Linked DNA regions of Mus musculus: regions 2, 3, 4, 5 and 6 are each linked to region 1. A link is a contact called in public ChIA-PET, HiCAR-type, HiChIP or PLAC-seq and promoter capture Hi-C data. All regions are on one chromosome and are shown on one strand. The core of a region is the stretch at or near the end of the contact, and the rest is flanking DNA. Distances in the headings are between cores, read along the strand shown. Region 1 holds the start of Ganc (glucosidase, alpha; neutral C). Region 2 holds the start of Rtf1 (RTF1, Paf1/RNA polymerase II complex component). Region 3 overlaps Ubr1 (ubiquitin protein ligase E3 component n-recognin 1). Region 4 holds the start of Itpka (inositol 1,4,5-trisphosphate 3-kinase A). Region 5 holds the start of Rpap1 (RNA polymerase II associated protein 1). Region 6 has its middle 8.4 kb from the start of Tgm7.

The links. ChIA-PET counts read pairs in DNA pulled down with a chosen protein or histone mark. HiCAR-type assays count read pairs that join an accessible place to other places. HiChIP or PLAC-seq counts read pairs in DNA pulled down with a chosen protein or histone mark. Capture Hi-C pulls out chosen DNA fragments and counts their contacts.
Region 2: a promoter capture Hi-C map of liver shows a contact between it and region 1, with 3 times the contacts expected there. The contact joins the promoter of Rtf1 here to the promoter of Ganc in region 1. A contact is called at or near these places in 2 of 115 datasets of contacts at active chromatin or transcription factors (astrocytes and kidney) and 2 of 9 other capture datasets (adipose tissue and liver).
Region 3: a contact with region 1 is called in an RNA polymerase II ChIA-PET map of memory CD8 T cells, with 5 read pairs. The contact joins the enhancer-like site here to the promoter of Ganc in region 1. A contact is called at or near these places in 7 of 39 promoter capture datasets (the C10 cell line, frontonasal cranial neural crest, hippocampal neurons and 3 more), 3 of 484 Hi-C or Micro-C datasets (adipose-derived mesenchymal stem cells and nephron progenitors), 10 of 115 datasets of contacts at active chromatin or transcription factors (the 230-238 cell line, the SCID.adh cell line, astrocytes and 6 more) and 3 of 9 other capture datasets (adipose tissue, liver and pancreatic islet).
Region 4: a promoter capture Hi-C map of adipose tissue shows a contact between it and region 1, with 2.5 times the contacts expected there. The contact joins the promoter of Itpka here to the promoter of Ganc in region 1. A contact is called at or near these places in 5 of 39 promoter capture datasets (the 3T3-L1 cell line, hematopoietic stem and progenitor cells, hippocampal neurons and 1 more), 1 of 484 Hi-C or Micro-C datasets (embryonic stem cells), 2 of 115 datasets of contacts at active chromatin or transcription factors (bone marrow-derived macrophages and memory CD8 T cells) and 2 of 9 other capture datasets (adipose tissue and liver).
Region 5: a HiCAR-type map of astrocytes shows a contact between it and region 1, with 2.5 times the contacts expected there. The contact joins the promoter of Rpap1 here to the promoter of Ganc in region 1. A contact is called at or near these places in 2 of 115 datasets of contacts at active chromatin or transcription factors (astrocytes and bone marrow-derived macrophages) and 1 of 9 other capture datasets (adipose tissue).
Region 6: an H3K4me3 HiChIP or PLAC-seq map of bone marrow-derived macrophages shows a contact between it and region 1, with 4 times the contacts expected there. The contact joins the enhancer-like site here to the promoter of Ganc in region 1. A contact is called at or near these places in 9 of 39 promoter capture datasets (the 3T3-L1 cell line, the HPC-7 cell line, cranial neural crest and 6 more) and 2 of 115 datasets of contacts at active chromatin or transcription factors (astrocytes and bone marrow-derived macrophages).

The regions. Positions count from the first base shown.
Region 1 is chr2:120,400,986-120,405,359 of GRCm38.p6, reverse strand. Ganc (glucosidase, alpha; neutral C) reads right to left here and starts at 1,464. Exons shown (of 24, transcript NM_172672.2): 1 at 301-1,464. The coding sequence starts at 329. Tmem87a (transmembrane protein 87A) reads left to right here and starts at 1,244. Exons shown (of 20, transcript NM_001110496.1): 1 at 1,244-1,455; 2 at 2,590-2,650. The coding sequence starts at 1,300.
Region 2 is chr2:119,672,143-119,676,343 of GRCm38.p6, reverse strand. It overlaps Rtf1 (RTF1, Paf1/RNA polymerase II complex component), which reads right to left and starts at 1,276. Exons shown (of 18, transcript NM_030112.2): 1 at 1,064-1,276. The coding sequence starts at 1,276.
Region 3 is chr2:120,937,245-120,941,437 of GRCm38.p6, reverse strand. It overlaps Ubr1 (ubiquitin protein ligase E3 component n-recognin 1), which reads left to right. Exons shown (of 47, transcript NM_009461.2): 12 at 314-471. Among named protein-coding and RNA genes, the nearest start is that of Ubr1, 31 kb to the left of the region's middle. Within about 2 kb of position 2,312, at least 6 of the 459 cell types and tissues checked have an H3K27ac peak or open chromatin away from gene starts, as enhancers often do. A contact at or near this core is called in memory CD8 T cells, where this site is marked.
Region 4 is chr2:119,740,093-119,744,268 of GRCm38.p6, reverse strand. It overlaps Itpka (inositol 1,4,5-trisphosphate 3-kinase A), which reads right to left and starts at 1,932. Exons shown (of 7, transcript NM_146125.2): 1 at 1,408-1,932. The coding sequence starts at 1,890. It overlaps Gm25857 (a small nucleolar RNA gene), which reads left to right and starts at 3,313; the gene lies at 3,313-3,441.
Region 5 is chr2:119,785,431-119,789,714 of GRCm38.p6, reverse strand. Rpap1 (RNA polymerase II associated protein 1) reads left to right here and starts at 2,178. Exons shown (of 25, transcript NM_001163701.1): 1 at 2,178-2,300.
Region 6 is chr2:121,122,787-121,126,817 of GRCm38.p6, reverse strand. No RefSeq gene overlaps it. Among named protein-coding and RNA genes, the nearest start is that of Tgm7, 8.4 kb to the right of the region's middle. Within about 2 kb of position 1,892, at least 9 of the 459 cell types and tissues checked have an H3K27ac peak or open chromatin away from gene starts, as enhancers often do. A contact at or near this core is called in the HPC-7 cell line and bone marrow-derived macrophages, where this site is marked.

The DNA.
Region 1 (4,374 bases), core at 215-2,714:
CATGAGGAGACCTTGCTGTCTTCCGTTTCCAGTTGAATGAGCCTTGGGGAGGGGCAGCCCGCTCAAAAATCCATTTAAGAGTTTGGAAGGCAACCTTTCCACTGTTAAACTTATCTAATCCTCCTGAAAGTACTTTATGAGAGGTTAGCTATTAACATTACCCAAATCCCCGCAGAACCAATAAAGAACGATGAAGCAAATAGCAAGCATTCAAGGAAGTGCTTTAAAACCTAAGTGAAGCCATCAAAGCTAGAAGGTTGTTTTTGGAGTCCGTTCTTGGGGGGAGCAATTGCCCTTTACCTGATTTCCTCTTTCTCAGCTGCTTCCATGGCACAAGGATGTTAACTCTGCCTGACTCCTAACTCTCAGGCCACAGTCTCAGGCGATCTTTAAAAAAACGGTGACAAGCAGGCTTGCTAAATTATAACCCGTACTTCATCACAGTCAAGAGTCCCCTTCGGGCAGAAGCCAATCTTAATTTTTTTTCATCTGGTATTATCTCAAGCGTAAACCAGCGTCTTTACAGGGATAAAGTACTTGGTAAATATTTCTAGGTTGAGAGTGGCTGATGAACTTTGCTTTTATTGGCGGAGATGTGCTCGCTGCCCTAGAGGTTAAAATCTAAGAGTGTGAGAAACAGGAAGCACCACCAATAAGGGTCAGTCTTAGTGGCTGTCACTCTACAATACCGAAAGCTGACCTGATCTCTCCTCACTTTTAGTTTCGAATGGGGAGTACAGTCTGGATCACTGCTGGACGCTGATGTCGCCTGTCAAACTATGCTGCAGCTGCCCCACAGTCTTTCAGGGTCAAAAGGGACTTTGGAGCTAATGAATCGTTTCTACTTCAGCCCCGTCACATTCCAGGCTCTGTTGCCACAGCTCGACAGCCAGAGAACTCAGTACTTGATGTCAATCATGCATCCAGTGTGCGCGCTTCTACAGACGTCTGGCCTGCGCCTGACCTTGACTTGGAAAGGATGAGGGGCGGGAAGAAGCAGGAAAAGCAAAGCCTTGGCCGCTGCACTGAGTTCCTTTAAGGGCTGGAAGAACAGAGGGAAGCACTAGACCTCAAAACTCTGCTAGTTCACCTCCAGGCCACGATCGCAGGGAAACAGGAGGACGCCTGCGCAGTAGACTCAAAGTTTCTGGGGCGCTCTGAGCGTCTGTGGGAAGAAGCACAGTTTCAAGGACCCGGATAATCCCGCCCACAAAGTAGCGCCGGAAGAGGGTGGGACGAGCCGGAAGAAGGCGGAACTACCTAGCCGGAAGAAGGCTCAATACTTTGGGTAGGCGCTTCATGGCTGTGAAGATGGCGGTGGCTGCGTGGCTTCAGGTGTCTCCTGTTATTTTTCTTCTTTTAGGGGCGCAGCCGTTCCCATTATCGTTTCTTGGTGCAGGTCCGGCACCCGTGTTTGCTGCAGATAGATCGAAGTGGCACATTCCGATGCCGTCGGTGAGTGTTGGGGTCGCTACTGAGCCTGAAGGGGGTAAGAGGTGGGGCTACGGTGGCCCAAGGGGTCCAGGAAGATTTCTGGAAAGTCGGGTTCCCAAAGTGAGTGGAATACCCAGAGCGTCCGTGTAGCTGCCGACGGGATCCCACCTGCCCTGAGCTGAGAGCTGAGCTATTTGCTGTAGGCGAGGAGTGTCAGGGGCCAAGCGTGTTCTTACCGGGAAAGTAACAGAACTTTAAGCATGGAACAGGAGAGAAACTTAATACACAGGGAGAGATAGTAGTTTCTCTTTCAGCTAGAATGTTACAAAATCCAGTACTAGGGCTGGATGAAAGGGAGATGTGAATAGAAGTCTTTATTTTTAACTCGTGTGTGTGTGTTTGTAAAAATAGTCCTACGGATGAAGGGTTTTGATTTGGTTTAAACTTGGAAACGTCTTTTGTGATTAGGGGACTTGGAGATTCAAAAATGCATTTTAACATGGGAATAGCCAAAACGAAACAATTCTAAAATGTTGTGTAGTAAGGATAGTCTTTTGTTTGGATAGTTAACTGATAAGTCGACCCATTTTAGAATCTCGTTTGACTTAGTACAGTACTTTGAACCAGAAAAACCAGATTTTGGTGAGAACTGCTTTAAAAACCATTAGCCATTTCGTTGACCTTTTTGCCTTTTTTTTTTTTTTGTCCTGTTCACTGTACATTTATATGGCAAATATTACAGGTTGTATTCATGTTGGTAAAGGGTTTTGGGCTTTGAGTTGTAGTTTTCTGTTTGTTACTGAAATGATTAATAGTTAAGTCCTTTTACATGTAAAAGTAAAACTGCTGAAAGTTTATTCAAAAGTCGGTTGTTCTGAGGGATGATTCGTGAGTAAAAAAGGAACTGTCCAGCTCAAGCCACTTTGAAGTTAGGTTGAAATTTGTAGCAGCCTCCCACTCAAGAGTCCCTGCTCTGTGGCCTGTAGGGAGCGGCAAGAGCCAATAGTTAGGATATGACTGACTTTCACTAAAGAAAATGTTGTTACTGTCTTTTTGATTAAGAAAATTTTGAATATTTTATAAATGTAGGTATTCATATTCTGCCTTGAAAATCGAAATGCCCTGATGTTAATTATCTTCCCTTTATCTTTTCAGGGGAAAGGTTATTTTAATTTTGGAAAGATTCTTTTCAGAAATACTACCATCTTACTGAAATGTGAGTTTCTAAACTTCATTGAGTTATTCGGATCTTTTAAACTTAGAAAATTATTCTCTACCCTAGTTTGCTTCTGTGTGCGCGCGCGCATTTGTGTGCATGTAGGAACATGTATGCATGTGTGTGAAGGTCAGAGGTCAGTTACTTGTGTCTTCCTCAGTTGCTGTCAGCCCTGTTTTTTGAGACAAGGACTCTCTCCTTGAACTTGGAGCTTGAGGTTTGGCTAGACTGGCTGACCAGCCAGCCTCAGGGATCTTCTTGCCCGCTTCTTTGGCACTGGAATTACAGGCATGGATTTTTACATGGATGCTAGGAATCTGAACTCAGGTGCTGATGCTTGCTGTGACAGGCAGGCATCTTACCAACAAAGCCATCTCCCTAGCCCCTTAATGTATTTTTAAGTCCAGAACTTTAATAACCTGGCACTGTTTAGATAAAAATATTTAATTTATAAGTCCTATCTGTGAGCAATATTCTGAGTACTTATATGAATTTTTATTGTCTTATTGTTTTTCAGTTTGCTGTTATGTATAGATACACTATTATATGTAGCTTATATTATATATTTGTATTACATACTTAATGTATACTTTATTGAATTCATATTGGCTGTATGTTATACAGTGTGTATGTATATTTATGTACATAAATTATATTTTTAATCATAGTTAAGTTGAATTATATTTAATTTTGTTTGTAGAGTGCTTACATCATTTTTAGATCTGTTCTGAGTCAGGACAAGATTTTGTGCTTGTGTGCTTGTTAGCTATTTACTGAAAACATGGCCCAAGATTGTGAGACCATTGACTAAGATACTCAGTATGTTTACCAAGGGAGTGTTTAACACTTCAAGGAACATTGAGTTCAAGGATATTACCAGGAAATAGGGACTGTATAGAAGAAAGCCAGTTTTTCTAGTGAGAGAAACAAAAGATCTGAAGCCAAACTGTGCTCTGTTTTTGAGATGGGGATAGTATTCTAGATCATCACTGTCATGTGACTTTGTTTGTTTGTTTGGAGACAGAGTTTTTCTCTGTAGCTTTGTGACTGTCTTGGAATTCACTCTGTACACCAGGCTAGCCTGGAACTCACCGAGATCCATCTATCTTTGCCCCTGCAAGTGCTGGGATTAAAGGTGGTGCACCACCACGGTCTACCAGGCTTCTCTGGTTTTTGAAATAGGTTCTTACTATGTAGCCCAAGGCCAGCCTTAGGTTCAGTTTCTCAAGTGCTAGGATTATTAGACATGAACTACTAAATCTTGGTTCATGTGTTTTGTTTTGTTTTGAGCATGCCTTTACCTTGAAAATGCAATTAAATTGGGTGATTGTATTCTTTAGTTTAATAAGTGGTTGTAAAATAACTTTTGTGTGCTGAGTACTTATAGGTACCAGAGAAGTGGTAGAAAAACTCTCTTCTGTCACTGGGCTTCCACTCCAGTGGGAGTGAAAGGAGCAGGTAAAATTCCTGTGAAGAATATACTCGTGATCCTTAGTTTTAATTGTCAACAGCACAACTCAGAGTAACTTGGGAAAAGAATCTCAATGAGGGGTTGTCTAGATCTGGTTGGTCAGTGGGTGTGTGTGTGGGATTGTGTTGATTATGTTAATCAGTGGGGGAAGTTCCAATCGAAATGTAAGCAGGGTTTGGGTCCTGAATTGTGTAGGAGAAATCTGAGTTGAACAGCATGAATGCATGCATTAATTCTCCCTCCGTGATTTGGG
Region 2 (4,201 bases), core at 27-2,526, 730 kb after region 1:
TTTATACCAACATTTTTTATTATAAACATTTGTTTTATGCAACTGTCCAATTCAATACATGAGGCTGATATTATATGTCCATTTTACAGTGGAAACCAAAGGTAAATGGCTAGAAAGAAATTAGGAATCAGAATTACAGATTCTGAGTTTAGTACTCAATCTACTCCATTTATAAAGCTTCCTACCCTTCCTTTATGTCATTTACTCATGAAACATGGAGGAAATCATCTCCTGATACCATCAGAGTACTACTACACAAACAGCTTCCTCCCTGCAGTGTTTTTTTAAAGTACAGAAGCAATGCCGGGTACTCCAAGACGCTAAAGCCACAAGTTACTTTCAGTACTTCTCAGATCTTCAAGTGAAAAAGAATTCTATGCTGCTGCATAAAAGAGGCTGAGCGCTTGGAACACAGTCTCTCTCTGCTGCCCTACAATTCAAACTTCCAGTTATCTGCCCTCTCTCCTCCTCCAAAGAGTTTTTTGTCAGACATCCCAACGAGAACCCATTTCGACCGTAAATGATCATAGTCTCCCCCCCACCCCAAGCACCACGAAAGCTCTTCGGGACATGTATGGGTGTCTCTCCTATGTCCACATGCCTGGTCTGAAAAACTTCACCTTCCAGAGTCCACACCTTCTAGACAAATTTTCCCTCCCACCGCCCCATGCTCACCCTTGCACCTCCTCCAAAATCTCTCAGCCATTGGGGTTGGCGGGCGATACTTCCTATCTCGCCCAGCCCGAATCTCCCTGCCTGCAGTCATGACGTCCCGATCCGGCCCAAGCAGACAGCGGCCCCCTTCAGTACCCCAAACCCCGAGGCCCATCAGCCCAATTCCCTGCCCCGCCTCCCGGCCCAAGGCGCCAAGTCCTCGGGGCTCTGTCTCCAGGCCTGGCCCGGGCTCCAAGGGCCTAAGATTCAGCGGGGAGACAGGAAGGGACTACAGTAGCGGGACGGACACCAGGCTGGCCGGGCGCTCGGGCCGGGCGACTCCCAGCTCCCGTGGCCAGGACTGAGCCCTCCCGCTCTGCCGGCCCGCGCCTCCGCGGCCTGCCCTCACCTGATCCAGGTTCTCGTCACTGCCGCTGTCTTCCGTATCCGAGTCGATCACGACACGGCCTTTCCGCTTCTTTACCATGGTGGTCCCCCGGCTTCCACGCCGGACGCCGCCCTGACTCCCCTCTTGCCCGCCTGCCAGTGGGACCGCCACTGCCGCCGCCGCCACCGCCGCCGCCACCGCCGCCGCTCGACCCACACAAAGGCGACCGCGCATGCGCGCTCCGCTCCGCCCCTAGCCCCGCCCCCCGCCTGGCGCACGCCGTTCGCCGGCGCCTGGCGCCCCGCCCCGCCCCACCTCCGACGCAGCGCGAGGGGCGGAGCCACGCGCCCGAGGGTTCCGGACCAACGCTCCCTGATCTAGCTGTCCGGAAGCTTCTGCAGTGTTGGAGTTGTAGGCTGCCCAGGAGTTCCCTACTTGAAGCGAATTTGAGCCTCCGGACCAGGGTCCACTCTGAGGAAACTCATCCATCTCCAGCCCTGGAATGCGGCCTCAGGGACCACCCGCATAGTCGACAGCCCCTGGAAATTGCTGAGAGCTTGGGTGGAGGAGCCAGAGTCCGCCTGCCTGGGCTGTTATTAGTGACAGCCTAAATGCGACCCAAAAACTAGGGAAGACTATTCCAGCGATAATCGGAGAACTCAGATTCATTGTAGGGAAGGACCAGGTGTCGGGGTGTGGGATGAGCAGAGAGGTGGCCCGGGAAGAAAGCAGTAATTTAATGAGCTATGCTAAGTAGTTTCAAACTCGCTTGAGTGTCCTGGGTCTTTGGTAAGGAACGACAGTGACTTCAACACTGGAAGAGAATGAGAATAGAGAAATAGATGGGTTCTGAATTATTTGCTAGTTGGGGCGCAGAGGAGGCAGAGGTTTCAGATTCTGATTTAGGAAGATGAGTGTGAGCTTTGTCAAGAAAATATGACAGAGGTTTGGAAGGGAAGAGGGCTGTATAGGAAATGTTTTATGTCGTTGAATTTGAAGTCATCTGACAAAAAGGTCAACGCTGGGAATGCATTTTTATATATTATTTATGTGCAGCAGGGTTTATATTAGGGAGTATTAACAGTTACAATTTGAAGTTGTTCTCAAGTCTTAGAACGCACTGGTTCACTCATTCTGATAGACAACTTTAGAATTCAAATCTTTCTCGACTAAGTTGATGAGGTCTTGCTTTCTTACTATCCCACTTTGACTCTCTAAGTTATTTTTCTCAGCTCAACTACAGTACACATCACATCCCTTGCCAGGTGTGGTAATTATAAACCCATATTTTTAGATACTTGGAAGGTTAAGACAGGAAGAACATAAGGAACACAAGTTCAAGGCCTGCCTAAGTCTGCATAATGAGTCCAAGGCTAAGACCCTGTCTTAGTCGATCAATCAATATATAAATAAATACCAGGCAATGGTGGCCCATGCCTTTAATCTCAGGACTTGAAAGGCAGAGGTGGGCAGATCTCTGCATTCCAGGCCAGCCTGTCTACAAATCAAGTTTCAGAACAGCAAGAGCTGTTGTACGTAGAAATCCTGTCTTGAAATGCAAGAGGAGGAAGAAGAAGGTGAAGGAGGAGGAGGAATAAGAAGAAATAAAGTATTGGATATAGCTCAGTAGTAGTGCTTACAAGCATATGTAAGGCTCTAGGTTTAATATTCATCATTAAAAGCAACAATAGCCGGGTAGTGGTGGCACATGCCTGTAATCCCAGCACTTGGGAGGCAAAGCCAGCTGGTCTACAGAGTGAGTTCCAAGACAGCCAGGGCTACACAGAGAAACCTTGTCTCAGAAAACCAAAGGAAAAAAAAAAAGCAATAACAAATGTTCATGCCTCAAAATAGTAACAGCCCCAGAAGAACTCATCAGTCTGAGGCAGAAGAATAACATATTAACAGTCGCTTAGACTACATAGCAAAACCCAGTCATTTGTGTGTAATGTGTGTATATATAATATATATGTATACCTAATATAATACCATCCATAGAGAGAAAACACTCTCTGCTATTAGCTACTTGAAGAGATGTTTAGAATTACATTGATGGAAACAAACTAAATAAGACCCAGGTACCATTTTACTCCAGAAGAGTTTTACCTAACAGAAAATACTAGACATCTGCTCCCCAGCAAATTCTCACATGAAGTCCATGGCCAAGATTATCTAAAAGGACCACAGAAACTCCTGAGTTTCTAGGCACCCTTAAGTCTGATGCCTCTGGTAAGGACCTTTTAAATGTATCATCTACCACAGGATTGTTGAAAAGAAAGCTATAATATATTCAATGAACTTTAAAGATTACCTTTGCGTAAAATCTGTTGATTATTAAACCATCTCCAGAGGATCCTCAAAGAATTCATGGACAAGTTACTCCTTATAAAAAACAACCAATGTCTACATTGGTGAAATAACTGTTCTCTCTCAATCCCTTCTTGAATGCTTTCCAAAATGCTTGTTGAAAGTTTCCAATCAGCAAAATGAGGATAATTGAGTGTGCTCCTCTGCCTCTCAGTCTTTGAGTTCTTAGAAATTTTAAATGAGTCACTACATAAAAGGGTATCCAGAGTACTTTCTGAAAAAGCCAACACTGTGTACATGTCACTTATAATTGTTGCACTTTGGGGATAGCCAGGCAAAGTGATGCAGACTGATAATCCTAGCACTTAGGAAGTGGAGGCAGAAAGATCAGGAGTTCCAGGTCAGCCTCAGCTATATAGTAACTTCAAGACCATCCTTGGCTAGATGAAACCCTATCTCAAAGAACAAACAACCTACTGGAAACCAAATAAGGACCAGCAGGATGACTCCTTGAGTAAAGGTGTTTGCCATGAAAACCTGATATGAATTTGATCCCTAGATCCCATCCAAAGTGGAAGAAGAGAATTGATTCCCAAAGTTGTTTTCTTAACTCCAAATAGGAGCTCTGGCACACATGTATACACACACACACACACACACACACACACACACACACACAATTTTAAATGAACACTTCAGGCATGGTGGCTTAGGGAGCAGGTAGACAATGAGTTTAAGGTAGCCTGATCTTCATACTGAGTACCAGAAACAAAGTGAAAAACTGTTTTTATTTAAGACTATTCCAGAGGTCAAAAGGAGTATGTGTGTGTGTGTGTGTGTGTGTGTGTGTGT
Region 3 (4,193 bases), core at 1,063-3,562, 540 kb before region 1:
CATGGTGTCGCATTCCTTTAATGGTAGCACTTGGGAGGAAAGAGGAAGCAAGAGAATCTTTGTGAGTTGAAGCCAGCCTGGCCTATGTAGCAAGTTTCAGGATATTTAAGACTAAAATAGAGAGACCCTGCCTCCAAAGCAAACAAACATTTTACCAAGATAGGAAAAATTTTAAGTTTGAAGCCAATCTAGGTACAGAGTGAGATGCTATTATAAAAATAAAATGAAATGCTGGTCAACCAAGTGAGTGAATAAATTAAGTCCATACTATGGTGAGATAATGCTAAGACAATATTCTTGAAATATTCTACAGGCCCGGCATCTTATTGAAGAGCAGAATGTTATTTCTGTCATTACTGAAACGCTGCTAGAAGTTTTACCTGAATACTTGGACAGGAACAATAAATTCAACTTCCAGGGTTATAGCCAGGACAAACTGGGAAGAGTCTACGCAGTTATATGTGACCTAAAGTAAGTGGTTGGAGTTCAAAGGTGAGGGCACTGCTAGACAGTGTGCTTACTTGCTCTGTCGTCTAAGTAGACATTTGATCCTCTTGCTTGACTAGGATTCTCTTTACCCTGATGGCAGGCACAAGCAATTGTAATTGCCATATGCTAATGCAGTTGGCTCTGCATCCCGGGACTCAGCCTACAACTCAGAAGTAATAAAAGATGATCGGTTCTGTACTGAACTTGTGCAGTTTTTTTCCTTGATTTATTTCAAAACACTGTAGTCTAACAGCTGTCTATAGAACATTTGCTTTGTATAGGTATTAAATTGCCTGTGATGTATATGGGTTACTTGCAAATACTTTATTGTTTTAAGTATCTAGGGAATGGAGTCAGTCTCCCATGAGTAACACAAGACTTCTGTAAATGTCTTCAGCAAAGTCTTACTGAGTATAACCCAATGGCATAAAGATGGCGCTGAGGACTGAGGACAGGCCCGTCACTGCATGTGGGTCACCGTGCAGCTCCACACTGTAACTTCCACGCTTTGCACTTGCCCTTCACTTACACACTTCATGACTTTGTCCCCCTCATATACTCTTAGTGTCTAATAATCTGTTTATTTTTCTTTTTACTTTCCTTTTCACCTATATACCAGCCTTTTGATACTCATCAGAGTTCCCTTAATTAAATTTTTCTCCCTGAAGATGACTGAGAATTTTGTTTTAAACTAAAATTTGGGGCTGCTGGGATGGTTTAGTGGTCAAGAACATTGACTGCTCTTTCAGAGGTCCTGAGTTGAATTCCCAGCAATGGTATGGTAGCTTATGACCATCTATAAAAGGATGTGATGCCCTCTTCTGGCATGCAGACAGAGCAGTCATACATTCAATAAAACAAACAAACTAAAATTTGCAGGATAGAGAGATCATTCAGTGTTTACGGGCACATACTAATCTTGCAGAAGATCTGGGTTCAGTTCCTACTACCCACATCAGGTGACTCAAAACCATCTTTAACTCCAGCTCCAGGGATCTCACTGTCTCTCTGGTCTTTACAGGCAGTTGCAGACATGTGTGCAAACACATGCACACTCACCCAATACACATTGAAAAATAATTTTAAAAAATCTTAAACTAAAATTAGAATCACATAATAGAACTGTTCTGATCATTAAAATAAATTTTCATTTACTTTAGAAATGGTGAATGTTATAAAAATTCTGATAGATCAACTATTTAATAAATCATGGACATCAAAGAACTTCTTTTAGCATATATTAGAATAAAATATGTACTTAGTTTGCTGTTTTTAAAAAAGCCCTAAGATGGGGCTGGAGAAATGGCTCAGCAATTAAGGGCATTTGTTTCTCTTGCAAGGAACCCAAGCTTGGTTTCCAGCACCCACACATCATGCAATCGGAACTCCAGCTCCATGGCCTCCACAGCCACACACACACAATTTTTTTAATGCTCCCAGTCACATATGACTGGAAACAAGTTTTACCTACTTCTAATGCCTGTGCATAATAAGGAAGGTAAACGTTGTTGGTTGGCTTTTTAAAAACATTCTCAATCTCTCCATTTTACCAATGAAAACTCAGGAGTCAAAATCTGGGGTAAAAGCCTGCTAGCTCAGAAAGGCAGAGAAAGCAGCCAGCTCACCTTCCTCCTCAGCTGATACCAGAACTAATATCTCCTCTCAGGCCCTCTCTAAAAAGTTCCTTCAAGCTGAACTACCCTCCCTTCTATTTCCTGTGCATCTCTCTATCGGTCCTTTTGACCTCCCCTTACTTTCTATGGTTTTTCTTATTAATCCTATGTTCACTTCCTGTCATCTGGTTGTTTGCTCCACCTCTTGACCTATGGTTGACTTTTTAGTCCTGTGTACAACATTCAAAGAGGAAGCTCTTGGATTAAAGGTGTGAGCTAAGGTTGAGCCACACCACAACTGAAAACAGGTTTTTCTTGTAAACAGTCTTAGAGTTCACAATATGATCAAATATCCCGCAACCGTAAAGAAATGGGCTTCTAGTCCAACTTAAAAATAATTTAGTCTGTTTAAAAAGTGGGGTGAGGAGTTTAGTAGTTAAGTAGATTCAGTAGTTGAGTGTTTGCCTAAAATACCCAAAGCCCTGGGTTTGATTCTCAGCCCTGGAAAAAATAAATGAACAGATTTCTGGAAACTACAGTAGATTCTTGATATTACCAATTCTTGATTTTCAAGATTATCTCAAAATCTTTTATTTCAAAATGTCATTGTGTCTACAAGTTTTTTTCTTTAGAGTTTACTAAATTGTTAAATTTAGGAAATCACACCTCTAATATAAATACTGAAGGTGGGTAAGCCCAGTAGTGATTAGCATGGCCATTCGGATCTGTTCCTTTGTCAAACTGTATGTAAGTCACATTGTTCAGAATAGAACTTCCTAGTGGTTGTATTTGAAATGTCCGTGTTGATTCATTGATGAGCCATGGTCTACCTCACAGGGTAAAATGTAGTCACTGCAATAGTCTCATAACTGAGTTATTTTAGACAAAACTAACACAGCTTAAATAACCTGCTCAAAAACACGGGTCACTCTCAAACGGGCGCTGTGAAATGTGTTAGTAGTTCTCATGTGGTAAAGAACTTGGCTTATATTAACTTTATTTGAATATTGCAGCATTCTTATAAAGTAGGTAATCGTGACTTGTAGGTTACAGAGCTCCTGCGTGGTGGACCTGGAGTTTCAGCCTGTCTGTTATTTATCTGTACTGCTCGTAGTCCTTTTAGGACATCATGTATCCCCACAGAGGGCATAGAAAACAACAATGAAACCTGTTCTGAAACCAAAACAGTACTCAGAAATGGAGTTTAAGAAATAGTCACGAAGCCCTGTTTTCTGCTTCTTAATATACATTCTGCAGTTATGCCTTATTTTCTATATATGTGTTAATTCAGTTTTTCACAAAAGCTGCTTTTAAATCAGTAATTGCTACAAATACTGACGTATCTATAAGTTCTTTTAGGTCTCTGCAGTCTAGCCACTTACTGTACTTACCTGACTACACCTAAATATAAAGCAAACCCCTTGGGGTGTGTGTGTGTGTGTGTGTGTGTGTGTGTGTGTGTGTGTGTGTGTGTGTGTGGTGCTCTGTTGACATTGCCTAAGGGAAGTTTAGCTCTCTAAGAGTGAATCCCAGTTCTGAGTAGCCTTTTCTGAGCACTAGCAAACTTCTTGAAATCTTGTCCCTTTTGTGGCTTTCCTTATTTGGCTCTAGCTCCCCTTGTCCATTTAGAAAAAAACAATTCAATTGTTATTTGACATGAAGAAGCAGACAGCAATCATAGCTGCAAAGTCTTTTCTGAATTAATGTTCCTTTCTGCTGAACCCGGAGAATCATTTGTATGTCATGAAGTGAGCATAGTCCCCCAACCGCAATGCACCCAGTAAGGTCTCACAGGGAGGGACTAACACCTGTTTTGTTCTAAAGGACAAACCCCAGTTTGATTTTGTCACTCAAGTCTGGAAGGTATCTGATGGGGTATGTGGCTTCCTAATTTCTAACTTATATAGAAATAGAAAGTCGCCAGGCGTGGTGGCACATGCCTTCAATCCCAGCACTTGGGAGGCAGAGGCAAGCAAATTTCTGAGTTCGAGGCCAGCCTGGTCTACAGAGTGAGTTCCAGGACAGCCAAGGCTATACAGAGAAACCCTGTCTCGAAAAACAAAAACAAAACAACAACAACAACAAAAAGAA
Region 4 (4,176 bases), core at 683-3,182, 660 kb after region 1:
TGGGGAAGCCTCGGCCTCGGCGACATTCGCCTCAGTACCTAGTCTAGAGTCGCCCCAAGAACGACCACCGTACCGGATCGTACGGTGTCAGGACGAAAGGCACAGAGGACTCGTGACTGAGCCCCCGCACCTACACCTGATGACGGGAAGTGGGGGGACGACATCCTTGCTGTGAGTCCCCCACCCTCTTTTCTCTTTTGTATTGCAAGTCTCTGAGTCACAGTGCCACTTCGAGTCGTTACACTGCCTCCCTCGGTCCAATCCTAGTGTGCAGGGATGCCAGGTTCCAGAAGGCCCAGGCCACACCTCGGCGCTCTTCTCAAGGTGTCTAGGCAACCTGGGCGCGCGTCTTACTCTCGAAGTCGCCAGGACGCGGCCTTCAGGGCAGAGCGGGGCGTTCCCGGTTTTTTTCTCTCTCTCTTTCCACTCGAGGAACGCTTGCGTAAAATGCATCTAGAGCAACGCTGCACAGTCCACAGGCAGTTAGTTTAGTTATCTGGCCATGGTTAAAACAAGGGAGATTACTGACACAAGAGGATCGCAGGTTCAAGGCCCGAATAGGCTATAGACTGTGTTTCACTGTAACTTGGCAATTTAGTGTCAAGAAAAGAGGGCTAGGATGTAGCTCAGTGGTGGTTGTGCTTGCCTACTGTGTTTGAGGCCCTGAGTTCAACCTCCAGTCAAGGAGGGCCATACCACGAATAATGACTTCACCTCACACTGGCTGGTGATAGCTGCCGGTTAAATTGGCCCGGGAACATTCACATTGCCATACAGAGACTAGCAAGCTCTTGTCAGCCTCAGTTTACCTTTCCCAGGACACTTAGGAGCAGTAGGCCAGGGCGAGGAGGGGGGACGCAGCAGGTGGATCTTGGTTCCGCTCGGTTCTAGCCCTGCGCCCCTCCCTTCCCGCATCCACGCCTCGTGCGCGCGCGGGGAGCAGACGGCAGCGGCTCCGGAGCAGAGCCAGGAGCTCCGCTCCACTCCCACTCAAGAGAGGGAAACCGTGGCAACGGCGGGGGTGGGGCCGCGGCACCGAGAGGGGGAGGAGAGGGAAAAGCTCACGCGCCCCTTTTTCTCTCAGGGCTCCCGGGGCAAGGCTACCCCGCTCTGATCTCTCCAGCCCTACCTGACAGTTACCCAGGTACGCCAGCCGACCCGCCGGCTCCCGCTCCGTGGGTCGCGTACTCCTCAACCTCCTTTAGACGCCCAGGCACTCAGTTACCATCGCCTGCCTAGCCCCCGAAAAAGAACCAAGGCGAGAGGTCGTCCTGGGCTCCCTCTCCGCCCCCATGCCCCCTGTCCCCCGCTTGGGCTCTCGGCGGGGAACGCAAGCCGGTCAGAGCAGAGCAGAGAGCGGAGTCCCCGGCGCGCAGCCCCCGCTGGCCCCGCCCCCGCGGCCCGTACCTGCCCCACGTCCTCGCTGGTTTCCAGCTGCACGTTGCCGCGGCTCCTGCTCTCACTGTCGCTCAGCAGATCGTCCTCCGAGTCCTCGAGCAGCGACGAGGAGCCGGTGGAGGAGAGGGACGAGGTGGAGAGGCGGCGTGGCTGCTGCAGGTGCGACCCCGCAGCTGGGAGCCAGTTCCCCTCCTGGTCTGGCGGCCCTGGGCTGGCCGGGGTCACATCCTCCTCGCTTGTCACAGTGAGCTGAGGGATCACCGGGGCAGGGGCAGCACGCGGGAGCCCGTTGGGCACTTGTCCCCCACGCCGCTTGGCCCCGCGGGCCCGGGGCTCCCCTGCGGCTGCTGCAGCGGCGACTGCGGCGCAGCGCGCTTCGAAGAGCAGGCGCAGCTCCCCGACGCTCCGGCGCGGAGCCCTCTCCAGCCCGGGGCTGCAGGGCCCCGCGCCCCGTGGCCGCGCCATGCCCGTCGGGCGCCCGGGCAGGGTCATCTCCCGGCACCGGAGCCGCAGCCGAGCCCACCAGCCCGCGGCGCGGCGGGGACTGTAGACGCTCAGCGCCCCGGGCTTGGGACTGCCCCGGGGCGGAGCCTCGGCAACGCCCGCCCGGCCGCGCCCCGCCCCGGCCGCGCCCCCCGCCCACTCCTTTCACTTTCTGAGAAAGCGCGGGCCTCCGGGGGCCCTCGCTGCTGCAGGAGGCTTGCAGTGTCCCGAGTGTAACGTGGAAGTCCCAGGTCCGGCCCCCGCCTTATCTCTAGACCTGCCCTCAAGGTGGCAGAAGGGACCTGCCCCGCACCTGAGCCCAGTGCCCTCCCGCGGCTTTTGAGGGATTCCTTCAATGGGAACCAGAGGTCTTAATCTGCACAGGAAGAAGCTGTGCCCATTCTTTCACTCGCTTCCTCGGGCTCCTTTCCGTGTTCCAACCTTCCTGGTCAAAGTCTTTTGAGTCTCTGGGGCTTTTCTCTGGCCTGGGCCCCTTAATTCGGAGTTCAAGGCCGTCAGCCACCCAAGGAAGCCACACCTCAAGGAGTGTGCCCAACTAGAGTCTGTGGCCAGGGTCGAGCTGAGACTGCTCCCCACCCCCACCCCTCGAAGCTCTCCACTTCCCAGCGGGCAGAGAACAAGGTCAAGAGGCGGAGTCTGACTCTCTCCAAGTATCACAGCCGGTGGTGGCCTGCATTTCCACCGCCCCTCTCCAGCCCCCCACTAGCTGTTTCTTCTCCTCCTCCCCCTCCTGCCCCTTTGGAGCTTTGTGGTTTCAAAAGGAGTCCTTTCGCCTCTCTGAACTGCTGAATCTCCTTCGTCGCGGAGCTGCAGGGTTGCTCTGAGAGTAAAATTTTAGAGATGGGTGTTGAGTGCGTAGCTCAGCGGTAGAGCACTTGCGTAGTACGCGACTAGAACTGGATTCCATGCCCAGCATGAAAGGAACGAAAAAGTCTTGGTGCTCCAAAAATGCGAGTGTTTTTTAGTGTTGTAATAGACAGCCAGTGTCTCGGGCCACCCTATCTTGGCTCACTCCTTCTATCCATCTCCCTATCTGTAAACAGAAGAAAAACTTCACACGGCCTAGAGTTATGGCTGCATACTGAAAAGAGAACACCGATGTAGAAGTTCAGACACTGGAAATCCTTCTTGTCATCTCTGAATGGGTCTCTGGCCTCTGCTTGCAGGTGCTCAGCTGAACTTCAAGGCTACTGTGAGCAGAAGCCAGACTTGTCTGCCTTCCCCTAAAAGAATTGAGGGTCCTGTCATGGAACACCTAGAACAACAACCCTGGGATTGCTGGGGCAAGCCCAGGGTTAAGTATGAGACTTGCCTTTTCTCTCTTCAGCCAGAAGTTAAGAGGGAGGAGGAGAACCTTTCGCAAAGAGAGAAGATCTCTAGATGACTGACTGATAAAGGGAGAAGTTGGGGGGGGGTGTTTCCAGGGGCGGTGGCTGCTTGTAGCCATGGGATCTCCAACTGCATGCCAGAGTAATGGGGAGGCTTTGACAGCCCAGGTCATCACAGTGCCTGCAGCTGCCACTCAGCTTCTGTATAGATTTTGGAATTAAAAAAAAAAAAAAAAAAGGAGGAGGAGGAGGAGGTGTGTGGGAGGAATGAAAGCAAAAGAGAAAGGAAACCACAGTCTGAACACTTGCTTCCTCCTTGGAGAAGTGAAGAAACAGCATGGACTCCTGGAAACGTTTTCTGGGGCAGAGGTGTGCATGTCTGAGTGTTTGAGCCCAGAGCTATGCCAGCTTGTAGCAGGGAATCTCAGAGGGTAGACTGGGACCTGACAGAGGAAAATAGGAAGAGGGAGGAGGGAGCATGTTACTGGGTACCTGTGTGCCAGGCAGTGTGTGGACAATGCTGGACTAGTAGGCTGAAGGTCTAGCCTAGCAGCTGAGAGAAATCCCAGAACAATTATTTTTCTTGTATCACGTCCTCACCCAAGTTTAGCAGGAACCAAAGAATGTTGCTGTGGGCCACAGAGAATGTCTATGCTACCTTCTATTAGGCAGAAGGAGAAGGATCAGGGATTCAAGCCATCCATCCATAGTTATAAGCTGGCCAGCCTGGGCTACATGAAACCGTTTCTCAACAATAACAACAGTATGTGCTGTCTAGGTGGATTTTGTTAGATGAATAAGGACAGGCAGAAAACAGAGGGAACTTCCATACTGAGGCAAGGCCTGGATAGGTCATAATAAACTAATAAATAGTAAGCCTCCAAGTCTAGTAATCCTCCTGCCTCAGCCTCCCAATACCAGGGCCTCAGATGTAAGCTAACATACC
Region 5 (4,284 bases), core at 929-3,428, 620 kb after region 1:
GACAGAGAGAGACAGACAGCCAGAGACAGAGACAGCCAGAGACAGATTGAAATTGAGATTTGGTTTCATTAAGTAGCCTGGGCTAGCCTTGAGCCGTAGCAATCTTCTTGCCTCTGCATTCCCAGTGCTGGGATTACTGGTGCATATCACTATGCCCAGCATCATCAATGTGTTGTAACAATTCTCACCAGTAAATTCTGATGCCTACTAAAGTTTTAAGCCTCTGAATTAACATTGGCTATCCTGGGCTAGCCTCAAACAATGATTTACTAAGGATAAGTATGTGCACAGTGATACATTGATTGCTGAACATTAATGGAGGCAAAAGACAAGGATCCATGCTCACAGGGAAATCAGTCTAACCAGTCCTTTCTCATGCACAGGACTTTTTATTTAGCCAAAACAGGGCACTGGGCAACAGAGGTGTCTCATCAGTTGAGAGCACTTGTTGCTCTTGCAAAGGACCAGTGTTGCTTGGCTTTTAGCATCACACAGTAGCTCACAACTATCTGTAACTGCAGTTGTAGGATATCCAATACTGTCTTGACATCCTCATTTTAATTCCTTGGGCTCCAGACATGCATGTGGCACAAATACATACATGCAAGCAAAACACACATTTTTTTAAAAAACTCTTTTTTTTAGATTTTATTTATTATTTATTTTATATGTAAGTACATTGTCGCTGTCTTCAGACACACCAGGGGAGGGAGTCAGATGTCATTAAGGATGGTTGCAAGCCACCATGTGGTTGCTGGGATTTGAACTCAGAACCTTCGGAAGAGCAGTAAGTGCTCTTAACCGCTGAGCCATCTCTCCAGCCCCCCAAAACACAGATTTAATAAATAGAAATAAAAAAACATTTTTAAAAATGAGCACCTGTTGTTCTTTCAGAGTTCAATTCCCAGCACCCACATGGTGGACCACAACCATCTGTAACTCCAGTTCCTGGAGATCTAACTCCCTCTTGTTGCTTCTCAGGGCATACACATAATGCACAAATATTCATGCAGGCAAATGTGTTTGTTTGTTTGTTTGTTTATAAAGACAGGGTTTCTCTGTATAGCCCTGGCTGTCCTGGAACTCACTTTGTAGACCATGCTGGCCTCGAACTCAGAAATCTGCCTGCCTCTGCCTCCCAAGTAAATGTGTATATTTAAAAGGAAATAAATATAAAAATTAAAAAAAAAAAAGGTTTTTGCCCATAGGTGATGGCACACACCTTTAATTCAAGAGACTGAATTTGAGGCCAGCCTGGTCTACAGAGTGAGTTCCAGGATAGCCAGGACTGCACAAAGAAACCCTGACTGGAAAAATGTAAAAACAAACAAAATGAAACAAAAAAAAACCAGGGTCTCACTGTGTAACCTAAGTAGACATTGAGTCTGTCATCCTCCAATATCAGTCTCCCAAGTGCCAGAATTACTCAAGCCTTTCATATCACAAGGCTGAAAGAACTTCTCTTGTGAAAAGGTAACTACTAATTGCAGCAGTCTGCTCCATACAAGTGGTTAGTGCAAGTGCTTGGGTTTCAGACCATCCAAGTTTAGAAGTTCAGGGGGCAGAACTGATTGGTAAAGTTTTGTTTTGTTTTGTTGTTGTTGTTTTATCAAAGTTGATTCTGGCTAGACCTTAAAGGGGATAAACTTTGTGGGAAGGGACGGCAGGGAAGGGGGTTGAATTCCCAAGAGGAGAGACTGACATAAACGAAGGGAAGATGCTTAGGAAGCGGGTAACCTTGATGACAACCAGTTTCTTTAGTCTTCTCACTAACACCCAATTCTTACAGTGCTCTCTGGGAGAGTTGCTTTCTTTGGATCTCCCTCTCACAGTTACCTTCTCGCTCGTCTAAAAGCACACTGGGGAGATCGCATTGGTTTGTGTGCAGACTTTTGTATGCTGAGTGCGGGGAGTGGAGCGGGAATACAGGACGCAGTTAAGCACGGTGTTGAGTGCAGAAGGACGTTTGTGCAAGTTTTTACATCTGCCGTGCTGTGGAAAGACCTGGGTCTGCATTACATCAAACGCGTGTGTTCCCAGCGTCTGTGTAAAGAAAGATTAGTCGCCGCAGGCTTCGCCGCTTGAGGTTCAGAGACACAACGCTGAGCTGGGAGCCCTCGAGCTCCCGGGCGAGCCACAGCGCGGCAGGCGGGGCTGCTCGGCGGAAGCCGAACTCTAGAGGCGGCGGAAGTGCCAGTCCGCACGGCCAAGATGGCGGCGCCCAGGCGGGTTTGGTTGGAGTAGGTTGCTGTTTGCAGAGACCCCGATCAAGTTACTCAGGTGGAGAACCCAGAAGCAAGGTGTCTGGTTACTTTATCATACCTGCTTGGGAGTCTTTGCACAGAAGTAGCTTGTGTTACCTAAACCTCGGGTACAGCTCTTCATTTCGAGCCTCACGAGCTGTCTCTTGGTTGCAGACGCGGGCGATCCAGGATGCTTAACTAGAGCCTGAGGTGCAATCTCTGGATTGGTCGTGTCGCCGATAGGCTGCGATGTAAGAGGCTATTCCAAAACCCAGTAAATCCATTGTTAGTTTTCCTTCGCTTTAGAGGTTATCTGTCGGAATTATCCTTATTATAATTCAAGGCGTAACTTTTAGCACTAATTGATTTTAGACAAATCCCCCCCCTGGAGTTTGTGGGGGAGTACATTTGCTTCTTTATGTAGCATGGGACTTGCTGTTTTCATTCACTGAAGTTTATTTATATAACAGATACTGTGGAAGGCACGCTGCATGCAGTAATAACTTGCTGTTGTTTTGAAAGGTTTCCTGTATCCCAGGTTGAATTGAAACGCCTTATCTTCCTGCCTCCACTTCCCAAATGCTGGGATTAGTCTGTCTCAGCCTTGTGCATTTTACAGGCTTGAAACTTAATTTGGAATAGCTTAAATAATTTGCCTAATTTTACACTAGTAAGTAGTGGAGCTAGTATTTTATTTCTGACTTAGGTTTCTAATGTTGCTGTTAAACAACCCGTCACAGCCCCGTGTTTGTGTGTGTATTTACTGGGCAGTGAAACTACTGGGGTTCGGGAATCGTCTCACAAACACCAATCTCAGACAGGGATAGTTTAGTGAGCATATATTCCATGACTTGACCAAATTCCATGGTCCAGATTTGGGAACTGGACCATACCCCTTGAATTAAGATCCTACAGGATTTTTAGGCCCCAAATCCACAAACATCTGTGCCAAGTTATTCAGGATTTAGGGATGGAGGATTTCCTTGGGAACATGTCTTTGTTGTACACCACTCACTGTGTTCCTATTGGTTGGGGTATTCAACTGTGGCAGGGGACTTGCCTTATCTAATATTCAGGTCTTAACTTGTCTACTGGGATGGGACTTGTCTAACATTCATGTGTCTTAACTTGCCAATTAGGAGGTCAATTACGCAAGTACATGTCTCTTTGTGCCAAGTAAACTTGACTTGACCACTACTCAAGATGGAAGTATTATTCCAAATAGTTTCTTATACTGGTACAAGTGTCTCTTTTTTTTTTTTTAAAGATTTATTTATTTATTTATTTATTATATGTAAGTACACTGTAGCTGTCTTCAGACACTCCAGAAGAGGGCGTCAGATCTCGTTACGGATGGTTGTGAGCCACCATGTGGTTGCTGGGATTTGAACTTCGGACCTTCGGAAGAGCAGTCGGGTGCTCTTACCCACTGAGCCATCTCACCAGCCCACAAGTGTCTCTTTTATGTTGGGGATCATCCCCAAGGCAACTTACACCATAAAAGCTCATACAAAGGTGTAGAAAGTGCTGTTGGGTGGTTGGTTTGGGTCCAAGCGAGGAGTTCTTCTGACTTCTGTCTTGATTGGTTTCAAAGGGCACAGAACATAACAGAATATATCATCAATCTTGACATTAGAAAGTTTCTGGCAACAGCAGAAACATATGAGAAGGTTTCCTTATAATGCCAAGCTATCCAGGTAACAGTTACCTGGGCCTTAATATTTTACCTAGGTCCCAACAGAAACCAAGGTCTTATGCATGCTAGGCAAGCACTCTGCCACTGATCTACACTTGACTACTCAAACCAGCACATGTGCACACCCTCGCTCACACACACACACACACACACACACACACACCTCCTATACCTGGAGCTAACTATGTAGCCTTGGGGGCTGGCTTTGAATTCAACTGTTCTGCCTCAGCTGCCTGCATGCTGATAATAGCCATGAACATTTATAGCCTTTTTTACACACCTCGCCCAAATTAAACTCTCAAAAAGCTTTTTTAGTGGTAACTTTGTTTTTGATTTTTTGTGGGG
Region 6 (4,031 bases), core at 643-3,142, 720 kb before region 1:
ACTGTCACGCAACAGTCCTGGTCCTCAGGCTTTACACCCCTCATTTCCATGATGTTCCCTGAGCCTTAGGTGTGTTATAGATGCGGCATGTGGGACTGGGCACATCTCTGCCACTCATCCTCTGTGTTCTCAATGAGTTGTGGATCTTTCTTCAAGTCTCTGTCTGCTGCAAAAAAAAGTCTTTTATGAGAGCTGCACTTATCTCTAAGTATAAGCATGAGTATTTAGAAGGCAATTAGAAACCGTTACTTTAGTGATGTCACACAGGGAGGCCAGAGAACCATATCTTTTGAGGAGAATGGGTAAGGCCCTTCAAGACAGCCACATGGCAGATAAAAAGATGACAATTTAAGAACCTGAACTTGGGCTAGCTAGATGGCTCAGCAGTTAAGAGCACCGACTGCTCTTCCGAAGGTCCTGAGTTCAAATCCCAGCAACCACATGGTGGCTCAAAACCACCCGTAATGAGATCTGACACCCTCTTCTGGTGCGTCTGAAGACAGCTACAGTGTACTTATGTAAAACAATAAATAAATCTTTGGGCCGGAGAAAGCAGAGACCAAGCAAGTGGGGCTCAATTGGAGTGAGCAAGGTTGATCAGAGTGAGCAGAGGTCCTAAATTCAATTCCCAACAACCACATGAAGGCTCACAACCATCTGTACAGCTACAGTTTACTCATATACAATTAATTAATTAATTAATTCACATAAGTCACATAATCTTTCTGGATAGTTGTTTATTTGTTTAAATCTGAAAAATGGGTATGACAGTTTTGTTGTTTTGTTTTGTTTTGTTTGGTCAACTTGACACAGGCTAGGTTCATGTGGGAAGAGGGAACATCATTTGAGAAAATGTCTCTGTCAGGTTAGCCTGAGGGCAAGTGTGTGGGGTATCTTCTTGATCAATGATTGATATGGGAGAGCCTAACTCAAAGCAAGCAGTACCAGTTCTGAGCAAGTGATCATGGGCTGTGTAATAAAGGATGCTGAGCAAGCCATGGGGGGCAGGCTATTAAGCAGCATTCTTTCATGGCTTCTGCTTCAGGTTGTACCACCAGGTCACTGCCTTGAGGGCCTGATGTGACTTTGTTCATGACGGACTAATGCTGTAAGGCACGTATTATATGATTCCATTTGTTAGTGGTATTGAAGGAGTAAGTTCATAGATCTAGACAACAGATTGGTGGTTTCCTGTGACTGGTGTGAGGTGAGGAATGGAAAGAGATAGTTTAATGGCTATGCAGTTCCTGTAGGCGCAGATGCTCTAGAAGTAGATACAGCAGCAACTGTATAATGCTTTAAATGCACTAGATTCCATTTATATACACACTGTAGAATTATTAAGATAAAGTTTATGTTATTGTGCTAACACACTGGTCACTGCTATGGTCATATGAAGTTCAGTCCTCTGAGGACCCTGGAGGTGCCAGGTAGAACACAGCTCAGAATGCCTTCCCTAAAAGAGACCAGAAAGAGTATTTACCAACAAATCTTGGATGCCAGTGGTTAAGGTTTGCTCATAGGGGTGTGTGTTAATTTCCTTTATTTGTTTTTGTGGATGTTTTTAGAGGGGTTGGGGGGAGACAGGATCTTCCTGTATCACCCAGCCTGGCCTTAAATTCTTACAGTAGTACATTTTTATGCTCCACCAATACCCTCTCCTTTCTAAGTTTGAACAGGTGTGAATGTCTAGCAGATTAGAGTCCTGAGGTAAAATATGAGATATTCCTGATGAAAGTGTGCTATCAGGCCACAGCTAGAGTTAAGGTAGGTCAAAAGTCAGGCATAATACACCCTCTTCTTCAAATCCTACAGGCACAGATGCATAGACTAGGAAGTATGGGGGAAGGGGAGAACAGGAAGGAAGCTCAAGGCTTGCCACTCCCTGAGGTTCACTTGTGATCAAGGCCCACTGCATTGTGTTTTTAAAGCAGCTTTGTCTACAGCCAGTTCTCTCATTCTTTACCACATTGTCAAGTTGCTCAATTTTCCTTACTTGCAATACACCATTTTATTGGTAAATTGTCATGTGTTGTTTGCGCTCACTGGGAAGCTGCTGGTTCTGAACCAGGGTTAGCACTACAGGTGTAGACCCAAGACTGTTTGTCTCAGAGACCCCCTTCTGACAACCCAAGATTGGAAACATTGTTTCCTTGCAAACCTCTGCTTGTAAAGCATTTTCAATGGAGATTACTATTCTTTATTCCATGACATAAAAACGTCTACAGTGGGAAAAAGAAGCCAGAATTTCAGCCTTGAGAAGCTCATCCATGCAGAGAAAGTTCAGTTGGGAACTCTAGATGGATTCCTTAGCCTCTCTGGTTGGTTGGAACCCTTGCTCATCCCCTGTTCATGCTAAGAAACGGTTTGTTCTTCTTCCTCCAACCCCCCCCCCCCACAAAGAGAAAATGCCAGGCTAACATGCCATCTCTCCTGGTGTCCACATTTCCAGAAACTTACTCACAAATGCCCACCCAGGAACTCAGCTTTTTTTTTTTAACCTTATACAGGCACAACCCCAGCTTCTAGCTCACAGATTATCACCCTGAGCCTAGGACCCGTCAAATCCCCTTGCTTTAGCCTGGACCTATGACTCCATTGGCCTCCATCTGTGAGATGGGAGAACTCGCCCCAGAGCTGCCTCTCAACAAACCTGCATTTATACTATTGATTTGACTTGAATTGGCTCATTACATCAGTGGAGTAACCTACTGTACTTCACTTGGTTTCTGCTGGATATTCCATGATGTCTGCCACTCAATCAGGACACGCCAGTAACCCCAGCTGGGTACAGAAAACTGATTTGATGATTTTTTTTTCTGGCTATCTGTTGTTTCTATCTGCTACTCATTATTTGTTCTTTTACTTTTGCTTGTTATATACTCAACAAACTCACTCATTCAAAACCAAAATCATGGTTCTCACAGATTACTGTCTCCACTATAGAAAACACTTGGTTTCCTCTATAGGAAAATGTCTTCAGTTGCCAGGATGTCTGGGGAATCAAGGGCCCTACTTTGTCTCTACCTAGCAGCTTAATTCTGCCCCTACTTTTCTTCCACGTCCAGTTTAGAATCAGTTTACTTTTTAAATTGTTATTTATTTACTTTGTGCCTATGAATATTTCATTTGCATTGCATGTATGTGCACCTCATGTGCCTGTTGGAGCCTCAGAATTTGGGGTTACAGATGGTTGTGAGCCATTATGTGGGTGCTGGGAATCGAACCCAGGTCCTTTACAAGAGCAATAAGTGCTCTTAGCCACTGAGCCATCTCTCTGGTCCCCGGTTTACTTTTAAATCTGATTACTTTTAACCATTCTCTCAAGATAGTTCCAAGGCCCTTGCACATTAGTACCTCAGTCTCTGGTCGAGTTAACTTCCAAGTTTCTCCATGGACACAAACTGAGAAATGAGCCCCACTGCACAGGGGCTGATCTCACACTGTGGGAGAAATGACCAGCACTAACTCCATATTGTATTCTTCAATGCAAGGGCCTTTATGTTTAGCTGTATTCCCTGTTTCAAGAGATTCATATAGGCATGGACAATTGGAACAGAAAGAAGAAAAAGAGAATGAAAAATAAAGAGAAAGGAAAGGAGGGAGGAATGTTTCTTTTTGGACTCTCTTTGTTGATAAGAGCTCCAAGTGTTTTCTCTAGATCTAGTTTCTACCTGTTGTGTAACTAATTTGATGCTCTGCGAGGTATTTTTCCTTGCTGCTTTATTCTTTTATCTTGGCTTGCTATATACTTAGTAAACTCACTCATTCACAACCCAAAGTATGGCTATCATAGACCACCCTCTGAACTGTATAGAATATTCTTTTAACTGCTCTCTGCCTCTTGATGTCCTGAAAATTCTCCTTTATTGATTATTGTTTATTATTTGTAAAAATTGTTATTGGTTATTTCTTAAAAGAATGAAATCATAGTCTGGCAAAAGGAATCAAGGCTCAATTTTGTCTTGATTCATTGTCTCCACTTTCTATATAGCTTCCACAGGCAGGCATGCATATGGTATACATATATA